Regions from separate parts of the Bos taurus genome. Here region 2 is linked to region 1. A link is a contact called in public Hi-C data. All regions are on one chromosome and are shown on one strand. The core of a region is the stretch at or near the end of the contact, and the rest is flanking DNA. Distances in the headings are between cores, read along the strand shown. Region 1 overlaps ADAMTSL1 (ADAMTS like 1). Region 2 overlaps ADAMTSL1 (ADAMTS like 1).

The links. A called contact is a pair of places that touch in the nucleus more often than the background predicts.
Region 2: a contact with region 1 is called in a Hi-C map of liver, with 2.9 times the contacts expected there. The contact joins two enhancer-like sites. A contact is called at or near these places in 2 of 11 Hi-C or Micro-C datasets (liver and skeletal muscle).

Annotation. Positions count from the first base shown.
Region 1 is chr8:25,419,378-25,423,525 of ARS-UCD2.0, reverse strand. It overlaps ADAMTSL1 (ADAMTS like 1), which reads left to right. Exons shown (of 29, transcript XM_059889384.1): 23 at 1,449-1,583. Among named protein-coding and RNA genes, the nearest start is that of SAXO1, 220 kb to the right of the region's middle. Within about 2 kb of position 2,480, at least 22 of the 102 cell types and tissues checked have an H3K27ac peak or open chromatin away from gene starts, as enhancers often do. A contact at or near this core is called in liver, where this site is marked.
Region 2 is chr8:25,551,306-25,555,453 of ARS-UCD2.0, reverse strand. ADAMTSL1 (ADAMTS like 1) reads left to right here. Exons shown (of 29, transcript XM_059889384.1): 14 at 1,963-2,264. Among named protein-coding and RNA genes, the nearest start is that of SAXO1, 350 kb to the right of the region's middle. Within about 2 kb of position 2,328, at least 13 of the 102 cell types and tissues checked have an H3K27ac peak or open chromatin away from gene starts, as enhancers often do. A contact at or near this core is called in liver, where this site is marked.

The DNA.
Region 1 (4,148 bases), core at 1,231-3,730:
ATTTCCCTCAATATTCAATTTCAATATATTTGAAAGAATATTAAAAAGGATGAGAGAGAGTCTAACTTTGAAAAAATATCAGTATCAATTCCTAAAACCATGGTATATCAAAGTAGAAAGAGACCTTGGAAATGATGAGGGTTGACTTTTTTAAAAATCATTTTTAGATGAAGAAACTAAAGCTTAAAGGGATTGTGACTTGCCCAAATTAGTGAATGAAACAGCCATGGCTCAAATTGAGTTTCTGAATCCAACCACAATGTTTTTACCCTACACTACATAAAGAATATTTTCAAATTATATAGACTATATATAATGTCTTTATAATATTGAATTTTTATATATAAATATGTAAGCTTATCACTGCTTTCTGTACGTGATGGTCTTTGCAGTCAAAGGCAGAGTAGACAGAAGGCGTGTTGCTGAAGTGGATCCAGGCCCCACTGTGACTTCCTTATTTACCATTTCTAACAAGTACTGAACACGGTGACAAGCACACAGCAGGCCCTCTCTGAACGCTGCTGAAATGGCCATCAATTACAAGGACAACCTTTCTGCTTCTCCTTCCACTCCAACAAGTGCTCTAGAGAAAAAGGTGGGAGTTGGCGTTGGAGTGTGAATTGCAGTGCGCCAGGAGACTCGGGAAGAGCGGGGAGCAGAGTCCTGCTTCTTTCTCAGCAGAATCTGGGATCATCCTACCACTGTGTTCAGCAGCTGCTTGCCTCTTTATTTGCTCAAGGAAATTAATAAGCAAGCCACCGTGCTTCCCTTTCTGTCACTTTTAGCTCTGGTTAACTAATTCCTGGTTACATCAGCCCTGACTCATTACAAGATTTTGACTAACACATCATCCCTGAACTGCTTCTCTGGTCTTACTTAGACATAAAAAATCCAGATCACAAAGTGAACCCCTAGCCTCACAACTGTACCCCTTCCTTCCCAGAAAAAAGCCACTCACAAGATCTTTAGAAATAAGAAATTCCTGTGACTTATCCCTGCCTGTGGGGACAATAACAAAGTTCCTCCCTCTAAAGGTCGTTTTAAGAGTTAAATGAAACAAGGAATGAAAATTATTTTAGCACAGGACTTGGCATATAGTTCTGAAGAAGCTTTGGCTTTTTCAAAGTGTCTTTATAATATACTTTCAGTTAGCTAAGTTTATAGAGCACCTGTGGTAGAAAGTGGTATACAGTAAGGAAGGAACTCCAGAAATCAACATGCCTGATTCTTATCACTGACTGTACAGTTTCGGACATCAAGTATTATGTTTGAAATTCAGACTCACCTTGATGGGAACACCTTCTCTCTAGGCAAAGTGATGTTAGAGGTAAAAATAGTAACACCTGCCTTACACATGGACACACTTCCATGCATGGCTGCCTCTCCCTGTCCCCTTAGCACAGCCTTTATGCTTTAACCTGCCTGATGCCCCATCCTCCTTCTCACAGAGCCCCCCCACGTCCCCACACAGTTGGACGACATCAGGGCCCTGCTCTCAGCCACTGGACTGAACCTTCCTTCGGTGCTGACGTCTCCACTGGGAACACAGCTGGTCCTGGATCCTGGGAATTCTGCTCTCCTTGGTGAGTCCAACCCTCTGGAACACTGGGCAGAAATCCAGGGCTGGACAGGATTTATGGATGGGTGACTGCTTGCAGGTGGGAGGGAGGCAGCAGTGGGGGGTGGCCAACAGGAAATCACTAAATTGTGTACAGAATCCAGATTTACCAGTGGAAACTTGGCTGACTTTCCATATGAGGTGAATTCAGTTCTTAGTTTGGACCTGAGCCTGGCCAGAGTCCGAAAGGGCTCCTCTCTGAATCCTCTTGGGCTGGTGCCACAGTCCAGATCCTCTCAGTCAGACTGATGGTGCTGGACTTAGAGAACAGACACAGCAGTGAAAAACAGCTCCTGCATCTCTTCTCCCCATCACCGGCTGTATCCCAGTGCTCCTCCATGACCTCTTCTTACCTCAACAGAGCTATAACCAGCTTTCAATGAGAAAACGGCAGTATCAGTACCTGCCTTAATCCAGGCAATCTATATAAACCTCGTTTTGTAGGTAGGGCCTAAAAACAAGCCAGAAAGACTCCTCAAGGCAAGTGTTTCAGTAGCTCCACCAGGGGCACCTTCCCTGTCATCTGTCATTGGGAGCCTACACCCAGTTATTGCCCATGAGGCTGACACCTTCTTGTAGCAGAAACTTGCTCTAGGGCATCCATGTTCTGGACCCCTCACTCCAGAGCCATGGGGATGCCAGAGCAACCTCCACCCCCAGAATGACCCCTAGATATGGTCAAGATGGAAAAGAATTCTTTTGTCTTCAAAGGCCTGGGAAAAATAGGCCTACAGAATGGAAAAAGTCTTCATGCTAACTGTATTTGGCCCCAGATGTTGGTCATGGCAGCTAGAATTCTTCCCTTGACTCAGTGTTGAAATTTCCTCTACTCTTCTCTGTGCCAGCTAACAGGGGATAGGAAGCCAGTGGTTTCTCAATAATATTGATCATAACTTATCAGCATGGCCACAAGGCTTGGTATCTTTAGGGTTATAGCACAGAAAGATTACCTTTAGTTTTTTGTTAACATCTAAAATTAGCAAAGAATGCATACAGGCAGATGGCAAAAGCTTCTGGTTTTTCTGTTTCTGATCTGGATAAAACTAAAACATAGATATGGTAATGAGTAGCCCTATTCTGTTTCTCATAACAAACTTGGTATTGAGTTTTTTCCACGTCACTTTGATCAGAATTCATAGGCATTTAAACCTGCTTCTTTTTTTTAATTTTGGCATTATGAATGATAAATTTATTCCAGATTAAATGTGTGCATTGTAAACTTTTATTTTAGGTTCATCACCATGAGAGAGTGTCATAACTTACTATCATTGCCCAGTCATTAGCGGAGTGTGCAGCAATTGCTTATTTTCAAGTTCAATAACTCTTGGATTACTCAGGTGCCATTAAGCATGCTGGAAAAGTTAACCTCATATTTTTCCATGATAGCTTTACTTTCTTTCTCCCTTATTCTGGAATAATATTTTGTGTCATTTTAGCCATGGGCAATAAGAATTTATTGTGCTTTAAGCTGCTGAATTCCATTCCTAGTTTATGGTGCTTTGTTACCTTAGACTGGTATTTAAATCTAATGGTTAAGAGACACCTCCTCGTTCACATTCAGACCACTCCACCTGAATAGATCTCAGAGGCAGTATCCATAAAGTCCCTGAATGCAATCAAGTCCATATAAGCAATATGGACTTGGGAATACCATGGAACTAGGAGAGAGCCACGTGGAATTGTGGAGATGAGTCAGGGAATGGTGTCAGGTATCAGGACCTAAGAAACAGGTCGCTGGAGACAGGCCAGAGCCTCATTGTTCTGTTTTGATGCTGAGCACTGAAGGATGGGGGTGGGGATTCAAATAGACACAAAGGGAAGAAAACAGGCCCTGAGGTGAGGAAGATGCCATGAACCCAGAGATTAAAGTGTGTGGGATGTGCATCAGGTGTCTGTTCAGGAACAGCTGTAAGACCCCACTGCTTTAAGGCAGCTCAACTGGGATAGAAACTAGGCCTTCACAGGGAGCAAGCCTCAGCCAGAGCTTGTCCATACAGGTGTGACTCCAACCCTTACCACAAGCGTTCTAACAGCCTCCCGTCCGTCGTAGGCCTCCCTGGCTAGTGACTCAGCATGATCTGTTTGCCCATATGTTCCCCTTTGATCTAGCTCCCATCCCTAGCTCCTGTTGGTGGCTCTTTCTGACCAAAGTGTGTATTCTGGATATAGGAAACAAGCCAGAGGCCAGAGAGGATATTCTGTGAAGGGTTGCTCAGAGTTATACATAGCATCAAATTATGGAGAACCTTAATTATTAGGGGCTTCCCTGGTGGCTCAGATGGTAAAGAATCTGCCTGTGATGCAGGAGACCCAGGTTTGATCCTGAGTTGGGAAGATCCCCTGGAGAAGGGAATGGTAACTCACTGCAGTATTCTTGCCTGGAGAATTCCATGGACAGAGGAGCCTGGTGGGCCACAGTCCATGGGGTCGCAAAGATTCAGACACAACTGAGCTACTAACAGTTTAATTATCAGATATAGGGGGGTAAATTTTCTATGTAAGAAATGAGAGATCTTTAGAGATTTTTTTA
Region 2 (4,148 bases), core at 1,079-3,578, 130 kb before region 1:
TCTTTACCAAAAAATCTATCTGATTCTTAGTCTTTTGTAATGGTCACTGAAAAGGGCTATTATAGCCGACAGAGTAATAATCCTTACTGGATTGGAAAAGCTAATAGGTTACTGTTCTTTCTGAGATCTTGTCATCTTTTTTATTTGAAAACAAAATTCAGGACCACATTATTAAAGAAGCAGTATTCATCACTGTTATCAAAGTTTAAAGACATATCACTTGCTTTGGGGTTTCTCTCATATATACAATAGTATGGGGTATATTTTCCTTTCTGTCTATTACCTGGGTTGTAAAATTCACTGCTTGTATATTTTGTTATGATTTTTGTCCCAGGACTCAGGCAGACAGATGCGAATGTATAGTAAGGGGGTTAAAACTATTTTGATTGCAGAGTTTGGTTTTATATTCCTAAAAGACGGCTACAGGTAGCATTATTTAAAGAGAGAAAGATACTTTAATCTTATTGGATGCGTTCTCCCTACTACATTCCCGAGGTGCCAGAAGATGGAGTCAGGAATTAAAAAACGAAAGAGGGAGGCGACCTTGTGATGAGAATTTCTTGGGAATGATTCGGGGTGATGCTTCCTCCTTAATCCACCTTCCTGACACGATTGTGTATGACCCTCATCCTCCTCTCGGGGGTGGCTCTTCAAAGGTAGCAAGTGTCAAATCCTTTGTCAGGGGACCCCTCCCTGCCTCAGACACCGTGGCTCTGGGTCTCTGTTCCAGTCTCCCTGCTCAGGACACAGCCCAGGTTCAGGCCACAACTTTGTTTTGCTTCTTCCAGTTTGAAAACTTGGATCAATTTCCTGTTAGAATTTCAGCTTCTCTAAACTAGATGGGAACTATTTTCACTTGCTGGGACTTAATGCTATAACCTTCTTATCACTTCTTTCCTTCTCTGCCAAAATCAGGGTTAAAGAGCCAGATTTGCATGCCTCCTCAGCACGACTCCCAGTGCAAAAGCAGTAAGATCATAGAAAAAAAATTTTTTAAGATTTGTATTCCAAAGTCCTTTCTCCAGATTATTATACTAACTTTGTGAAAATGTTAGTGGTGCCCTCAGGGATTTTTTTCCCTGGATACTTCTCAAGGTCATTGCAGACATGGCAATTGTTGATTAGTTGGAGGAAAACAGTCTTTTTTTCTTTTTTTTTGGAATTTGGATATTGTCCTACATTCTAGAGAAACTCAGGGAAGTTCTCATTAATGTGACTTCGCTTGGTGGGGAGGGACTGAAGGCTGTCAAACAAACATGTATGGATGCAAAACCCCTCGTTTACAGTGACATGCCTGTGGATTTAAATTTGTAGCAAGGCTTTTCTCTCAGATATAAAAAGAATCGCAGGCCAGACTAATTCAAAGAATGTGTGAGGAACAAGGCTTTGCTCCATTCTTGGAAACTTAAAAAAAAAAAATCCTCTTTCTCTTTCTATATATAAATAAATCTTGGGAAGCACATTGAGCAAAAAAGCAAAGAAAGTTACAGAATCTGAAATCCAGACTAAAACAAAAAAATATATATACTTCCTTAAATATCTCTAAGGGCTTACTTTGTTATAGTTTTTAGTATCAGTATTAGTCTGGTGTAAGAATAGCCAACATCTCGCAGGAGGCACAAGGGCTGGAATTTAGATCAAGAGAGAAGAAATCAGTTCCCTGCTCTGAAGAGCCACCACTGTGGGTGCAAAGCTGGGAGAAAGCAGGTGGTCTGTGGCTGGAATATCTTCCAGCTGGGGGTTCATGTGACACGCACGAAGAAACCAATCCAGAGACTGGCAGATGAGCTCGTGGGCTGCACTGAAGCACCCAGCACAGGACAGGACAGGGTGGCAGAGCCCTGAGCACGTCCTGAGACGGCCCTGGGCCCCAGTGGCAGGTGGGATGTGGCCCCTCCCGGTGCCTGCGGTCTCCTGCTTGGGGCTTCTCATCCTGTCCTCTTGTTTGCTTGCGGACTGCAGGTTCATCCCAGAGGCCTGGTCGGCCTGCACGGTCACCTGTGGTGTGGGGACCCAGGTGCGAATAGTCAGGTGCCAGGTGCTCCTGTCTTTCTCTCAGTCCGTGGCCGACCTGCCCGTTGACGAATGTGAAGGACCCAAGCCAGCGTCCCAGCGCCCCTGTTACGCAGGACCATGCCACGGGGAGACTCCCGAATTTAACCTGGAAGAGACAGATGGCCTCTTGGGTGGCCTGCAGGACTTTGACCAGCTCTACGACTGGGAGTATGAGGGCTTCACCAAGTGCTCCGAGTCCTGTGGAGGAGGTAAGAAGGGGCTAGGCCTCAGATCATTGCCCTCCTCTTGCCTTTCACTGTAGTGTCTCTCTCTGAGGGCAGCTGTGTCCCGTGATTGTCTCTAGTCCAAGAAGGCTAAGGAGGGGGAGGAAACCACTCTAAACCTAAAGCAGACTGAATGAAACACAGATGTATTTCTCTCTGGGCCTGTCTCTCTTAGACTGTCAGCTATGAGTAGCTAACACAAGTAATGCTTTTACTTTTACTTGTCATTCTGATATTTTGCACTATATCTCAGTGTATCTGACTGAGAAACACTGCTGACACGGGGCTGGCAGTGCTCTTGACATTCAGTTTTATTTGTCTATGCCCTTACCTCAGTGCACGTGGTATGAACCCAGATCAAAGAGGACAAAACCGTCTGTTGTTCCCAAGGACAGAGTACGCCACCTCTGACTTTCTCAGCTGGTTGCCAAAGTAATATCTGTTGACAAAGGGAAAGGATGTATAATGACAGTTAACACTGAGGTTACCTGGAACTGGAAGGGAGTTTAAAGATTAAAGCTGATCCCGCTGCCATTTTATCGATGTGCAAACTGAGATACAGAGAGCTGAGTGATTTTTTTCAAGATCACACATCTAGTCAGTGATATTTGGGACTAGTCCTGCTGTTTATTTCTCTGTTTAGGGTCCTTGCATCATACCTCACTTCTTTACACACTTAGAGAGTTCCTGAAGCTTTATCACTGAATGAATATTATTTAAATAGTGTTCAATGTTTCCATGTATATAGATCTGGTTCTCTTAGGTCTAGTCCATGGTGATAACAGATTCAGTCATTTTTCTATTTCAGGTGTTAGTGATGAAACAATAGTGGGAGAAGAAGGTATTTAAGTCAATAATTAATTCTTTAAGATTATGATCTTTTGTACTACTGTAAAAAATACAGTAATGGAAATGTGGTCACTGGGCTTCCCTGGTGGCTCAATTGGTAAAGAATCCTCCTGCAATGCAGGAGATTCTGGTTCAACCCTGGGTCAGGAAGATCCCCTGGAGAAGGAAATGGCTGCCCGCTCTAGTATTCTTGCCTGGAAAACCCCATGGATAGAGGAGCCTGGCAGGCTACAGTCCATGGGGTCACAAAATGTCGGGCACAACTTAACGACTAAACCACCACCATATGGCTACTAACTCCCATATATACTCCCAAGAGAGATTTTGATAGGCAAGGAAAGGCTGGCTGATTTCCCATCAGATCTCCCTCCCTAGCTATCAATAACCCCTCTTGTCACATCAAGGATCTGCATTCCCAGCAAAGTTTCTTTCTTAACTGGTATAAAAATATCTATATTAAAATGATTTCCCAAACTGTCTTCTAAACCATGACATCTGGGAAACTCTTTTATAAAAGCATCTTTTGTCATTGCTGGGAATGTAAAAATACATGTGCCCAAATTGTTCATATGTAGTTGAAAAGGAATGGATAGTGGAACAAGTACAAGCAGAGAATCAATTTTCTCCATCAGGTCACTTTGTAGGCATTTAATAGTCTTGACCTTGAGGTTCTCATTTGTTTCTAAGTCTTCCAATTTCAGACCGTGGAGTTCTTAAGTGTTTTCATGGAGAGTCTGTTATTTTAAAACCTAAAATTTTCCATCTGATTCTGGAAGACAGTTTCTTGGAACTCTACTCATCCATGTTGCTGGGGGCGCCCGCCACTCACAATGAGGACATCTTTTCTCCCATGTTTAATGAAGGAGAAATGTTGAGTAAGCTCTGATGATCTCTGGGCCCAGGCAAGTTAAAAGGTCAGATGGAAAGGACATAGCCAGTGGCTGCAGTTGCTTCATTGCAATATAAGGAACTACTCAGGATTTCGGATGGTGTGTGTTTATCCCCAGTTTCCATGATCAT